2 separate regions of the Mus musculus genome follow, and region 2 is linked to region 1. A link is a contact called in public HiChIP or PLAC-seq data. All regions are on one chromosome and are shown on one strand. Each heading gives the region's core, a stretch centred on a gene start, on an enhancer-like site or on the middle of the called end of the contact. The rest is flanking DNA. Distances are from core to core; before and after follow the strand shown. Region 1 holds the start of Intu (inturned planar cell polarity protein). Region 2 overlaps Intu (inturned planar cell polarity protein).

Region 1 (2,700 bases), core at 149-2,648:
AATCTTTTGGTCTATATTCTTTGTAATGATGTACAGTAAAAGGGTAACTATAAGAATTTTCCTGAATCTGTAAGCTGCTCAAATAGATTAGTCAAGCGCAAGGAGAGAGCTATGGAAACCTCATTTTGCAGGCAGTGGACAAGTAAAAACAAGCTGGGTCTCCTGACTGCCATCTTAAAGCGCAGGGCAGTAAAGAGGAGCAGTCTTGGGGAGTGATCCTCAACATGTAGGGTTTGAGCTTCAAAATTTCTGGATTAGGGTTCACTGGCTTTCATAGACTCTGCTGATGTTCACTGGATTAGGTTGATGCTGTTGATGTCCACTGCTTGCTTGCTTCTGGGAAGAAGTCTCCATACCTTTTGAGGTCACAGGCATTTCTTTGGTGATTTTTTTCCTAGACACAGAGTGATATTATGTGCATCATTTAGGCACTGTAACCTACTGTTGATAGTCCTACTTAAATACAGTCAGTGTGGTGTGATGCTTTGGTGGCTTGTCTTCTAACTAGTCAGCGACTATAAGTGACTAACAGGTGCGTTACATAGACAATGTACATACACCCAACAAAAGGAAGTTTACTACCAAGTGGGATGGAGCAAGACTGTGAGATTTCCCCACATAACCCAGAGTGATGCACAATCTAGAACTCGTTCCATTCTGGAACTTATCACCTAATACTTTCACACTTTGTCTGATCTTGGAAGATGAAACCACAGAAAAGGGGACCTGGAGAATTGACTCCTGAGGAGAAAATGTAGCGTGTTGTAATTAATGCTTAAAGTTCATTTCTTGGTTGGCTTTGTTGCCTGCTAGCTGTATACTCATTCTTAATTCATTAAGCCCTGTTTTTAAATTTAATTACAGAAAAATATTTACTTCATTGTATGCAAATATTTAGAATGGCTATGAATAGAGACAGAATGTAATTGAGTCAGCAATGGATGACACAAAGATAGCGATTATGTACCTAAACATAGTTGATGTAACTATTCACAAATCACAAATAAATTAAAAAAAAAAAGAATTGAGAGATTTGCATTAGCACCTAGAGGTGCATGGAAGAGGGTCTTTACCTCTAAGGTACTGTTTATCAAAATAAGACAAACAAAAACCGCCCCAAAACTAGCCAAACGGAATCTTTTGGATCACAATTTTAAAACATAATAGAAAAAAGAAAACAAGACAGTGTGCAAACTGTCAATATGAAAAGAAAAAAAGGAAAAGGGAAAAACGAGTCTCAGCCTGGCTCGTCGCGTGGAAGAGCGTGGGGAAATGCCAAACAGCAAAGAAGTTTGCACAGCCCCCCCCCCCCCAAAAATGCTCAGCGTCTGTACCGGGAAGCTTCCCCGTCTCCCAGGCAACCGGCGCCTCAGCCAATCGCAACTGAGTATCGGGGTCACGTGGCCCGACCTGGCAAAATGGCGGCGCTGCTGGAGGCGCGGCTGGCGGGCTCTGGCGTCTGAGCTTCTGCCCCGGAGCTCTCGCGACCCAGAGGATGGCGGGCCTTGCGAGGGGAGACTCGCGTGGGCGCCCGCCCGAGCTCCCTGGAGACCTGTCCTCACAGGAAGAGGAAGAGGAGGAAGGCGACTCCGACGCCGGGGCCAGCAGCTTGGGCTCCTACTCCTCAGCCAGCAGTGACACGTAAGGCTCCTGGAGACTGCGGGTCCCCTGCCCTTGCTCGCACGCACGGGGAGCGGGGAGCAGTTCGCTGGCGGGCTTGCTCCGGTTTCTGGATAAGGGGTGGGGGTGGGGGTGGGGGTCCCTGCCTCTGGTGGGTTCTGTGTCTGTGAAGGATCATTGTTGTGCTCTGTAGCACTGCCTTCTTACCTCACTGTGTCTTAGAGCATTCTTTAACATTTATTTTTATTATTTTTTTATTACATGTACCTGTGTGTCTTTGTGTGGGTATCTGCACATAAGTGCAGGTGCCCACAGAGGCCAGAAGAGGGCATTGAATCCCTGGAACTAGTGTTTTCCCGGGTTGTGAGCAAGCATGTTGGTGCTTGGAACTGAACTCCAGTCTTCTCCAAGAGCAGCAAACACACCTAACTTATGAAGTCCCTCTGCACCCTCAGACTCCTGAGTATTTGCTGGGGAGAGACACCGTACACACACTTTGTGAGGCAACTATTTAATATTAGGGAGGTGTTTTTTTCCTCTTGTGGAAATGATAGCATAAAGAGGAGCCTCACTATCAAGACATTCTCTCTGGCTTTAGGATAGTCAGGCTGTATTTTTCTGTTCAACCCCAGGGTTTCTTTTATTTCAAGTCAGAATTCTTGGTAATATCATAAGTAAGTTATTTTGAGTCACAGTATTTCAATTCTTAAGGAATCTATCCCTGTTGCTATGGATTAAGGACTTCTTGGAATAACTACTGATAACTTAGAATGATTATTAGTGAAAGGATTCAGGTCACTGTGTGCCCAAAGGCTGTCCATACTTTTAGGGGAACATCCTATGTGCAGTTGGAACTAGCAGTTATGAATAACTGATCATCTTCAATCAACAGTATGTAACACATTCTTTTTTGTCACTAAAAGTAAGGGGAAAACCTGCTCAAATCCACTCTAGAAGCTTACTACAGAGAGATTGTAGTCTTAAAACTTCACACAGATGTAAAAATATCAACTTTGTAAGCTGTTGTTGTCATCTTAAAAAATGATTTAAAACTTTGTGGTTGGTTGCTGTGGTAAGAAA
Region 2 (2,700 bases), core at 171-2,670, 110 kb after region 1:
CATTATAATTCAGAACAGTAGCAAAATTACAGTCATGAAGTAACAATGAAAGTAATTTTATGGTTGAGGTGGGGGTTCACCACATGAGGAGCTGCATTAAAAGACCCAGGTATTAGGAAGGTTGAGAACTGCTGGAGTACACCCTGTCCCACCGGAGTGGTCATCTGAAGGCTCTCCCCACATGGGGGCTTCCCGAGGAGACAAGTGTCACTTTACAGGAGGCAGACTGTAACTCCAAATAGGACAGAGTGTGATCAGTTATTATCCAGGATGGATGCTGCTGCTCTTTAGTGCTGTTTCAATAGTTCTAATGGCAATAATTTGGGGTTTTTAATAGCCAGCTTCCCATCTGCCCTCTTCTACGGCCACAGGACGAGTTATGTAAAGTGTTGGCTTTACTTTTCTTACTATTACTGCTAATGAGGAGTTGTACAGAAATTATAGGTTACAGCCAGGCTCATTATGAGCTGTGATTATAGCTGGTTTGGTTCAGCCATGGTTGCAGTTTATGGAAAGATGACGGCTGCTTTTCTGAAAATTGTTATCTGGACAAAGCATGTGATGCTTAGGTTCATTGTAGCCTGAAGCCGCCCTAAGTACCCACCGTGCAATAGGACGTTTTCCACACAGCTGGCTACTATGCATGCGATCACACTTTGAATGGCTAACGTGAGTTCTGAGATATCCAAAGTGAGCTATAACTACACACGGGATGGATTTATGGTATGAGAGCGGGGAGTGGGAGCGATGTGCATGCTTGTGAATGTAGGTGTGCACAGGGGAGGCTAGAGGTTAGTAACAGGATTGGCCTTTATTGTGCTCTACCTTATTTTGTGAGTCAGCATCTTTCACTGAGCCTGGAGCCCACCCTTTGAGCTAGACCTGTGCTACCATGTTGTCGTGTGAGGCACTTACATCTACTCACCCTAGAGGGGAAACCCATGGTAGACTGGACAGTAGTGTGTGGCTTGGTAAATCAATGAGACTTTGTTGGGGTCACTAACAGGAGTTAGGAAGGGGTTAACTACAAGGGGCAGGGACAACTCAAAAGTGTGTCACACCAGCACTGGTGACGCTTGGAAGCCTTAGAGCCCTCGGACAGCTTGTGGGCATTTCCACATGCCCACGTGTCTGCTCTCTGCAGCTGCTGATTAGGGTCTCGCCCTAGCAGCTCCTGCCTTTTCTGTAAAGCTGGCCCTTCTAGAAGTTTCAGGTTTTTACTTCCCCAGACGTGTGGCATTTCCTTTATCTCTGGTGAGAGAGAGATTAGAGGGAACATTTCAGTTCTGGGGGCATGGCTAGCCAGCGTCCTCACTCAGCATGGCTTTCCTGGGGTGCTGCGTGCGGATATGAACCCATGTCTGCCTGGTGCAGCAAGCAGGCTCCCACCTCCGGATGCAGCAAGCATCTTCCCAGCCTCTGACGCAGTCTTGTGGTTGTGGTTTTGCTTTACTTTTGTCTTTTGAGACAGCCTCACTCTGTACCCTGGAACTCACTGTGTAGCCCAGGCTGGCCTTGAATTCATGACAGTCCTCCTGCCTTAGTTTCCCAAGTGCTAGAATTGCAGGTATGAGCCTGAATTGGTTTCTTTTTTTTTTTAATACAGCCCAATATATTATAAAAAAGTTGCTCCCTCCCCCACCCCTTTATTGGTTTCTTTGGTATATTACTCTGCCTGTTTGCTTCCCTCCCCATTCTTTAAAATTCTACACCCCGCCTCCATTTCTGCTGTCAAGGCTGCTGCCCCTCCTACACAGGAAGGTGACGCTGTCTTTCTCACGCTGGATGACCGTTCAGGTGGCCTTTTCTCTCTCCCACAGTGATGTGGAGCCTGAGTGGCTGGACAGTGTGCAGAAGAACGGAGAACTGTTCTACCTGGAGCTGAGTGAGGACGAGGAGGAGAGCCTCCTTCCGGAGACCCAGACAGCGAACCACGTGAACCACGTGAGGTTCAGCGACAAGGAGGTCATCATCGAAGAGGACGATTCCAGAGAGAGGAAGAAGTCCGAGCCCAAGCTCAGGCGCTTCACCAAGATCTTGAAAAGCAAAAGCCTTTTACCCAGGCGTCACCACAAAAAGAGCAGCAGCAACAATGGGCCCGTGTCCATTCTGAAACATCAGTCCTCCCAGAAGACGGGAGTCACCGTGCAGCAGCGGTACAAGGATGTGACCGTCTACATCAACCCCAGAAAGCTGACGGCCATCAAGGCCAGGGAGCAGGTCAAACTCCTGGAAGTACTGGTGGGGATCATCCATCAGACCAAGAGGAGCTGGAAAAGGAGCGCGAAGCAGGCAGACGGAGAGAGGCTCGTGGTGCATGGCCTGTTGCCAGGAGGCTCGGCTATGAAGAGCGGTCAGGTCCTGGTTGGTAAGTGCTGCAGCCAGCTCCCGTCCTTGTTTGCTGAGGTACATGGTTAAGGGCAGAGCCTGTGAGCCATGGGGTAGAAGACAGAAGTTTCAGGCTCCAAGTAAAGTCAGTACTGTGGTGTCCCACATGCCCTGGTCTTAGAAGAAGAGGCTTCCAGGCACCAAGGACACATGCCGCTAGTTCAGACTGGCAAGCAATCCAGTTAATCTTCAAGTCTCGAATAATATAATTTTATTTCATCTTGCTTGTTTGCTACAAGAAGGAAGTAAGTTGATTATACAGTGATCATTGAGGCTGTAACAGCTGTATCCAATAACACGATACAAAATATG

What was found. HiChIP or PLAC-seq counts read pairs in DNA pulled down with a chosen protein or histone mark.
Region 2: a contact with region 1 is called in an H3K27ac HiChIP or PLAC-seq map of VIP interneurons, with 4 times the contacts expected there. The contact joins the enhancer-like site here to the promoter of Intu in region 1. A contact is called at or near these places in 27 of 39 promoter capture datasets (the 3T3-L1 cell line, 3T3-L1-derived adipocytes, the C10 cell line and 18 more), 3 of 15 datasets of contacts at CTCF or cohesin (CD8 T cells, the NIH/3T3 cell line and large pre-B cells), 19 of 484 Hi-C or Micro-C datasets (the G1E-ER4 cell line, bone marrow-derived macrophages, cardiomyocytes and 14 more), 35 of 115 datasets of contacts at active chromatin or transcription factors (CD8 T cells, the SCID.adh cell line, T-cell acute lymphoblastic leukemia and 26 more) and 5 of 9 other capture datasets (adipose tissue, embryonic tail, liver and 2 more).

What each region holds. Positions count from the first base shown.
Region 1 is chr3:40,539,369-40,542,068 of GRCm38.p6, forward strand. Intu (inturned planar cell polarity protein) reads left to right here and starts at 1,399. Exons shown (of 16, transcript NM_175515.5): 1 at 1,399-1,641. The coding sequence starts at 1,496.
Region 2 is chr3:40,651,886-40,654,585 of GRCm38.p6, forward strand. Intu (inturned planar cell polarity protein) reads left to right here. Exons shown (of 16, transcript NM_175515.5): 2 at 1,821-2,368. Among named protein-coding and RNA genes, the nearest start is that of Slc25a31, 56 kb to the right of the region's middle. Within about 2 kb of position 1,421, at least 43 of the 459 cell types and tissues checked have an H3K27ac peak or open chromatin away from gene starts, as enhancers often do. A contact at or near this core is called in CD8 T cells, the G1E-ER4 cell line, the HPC-7 cell line and 6 more, where this site is marked.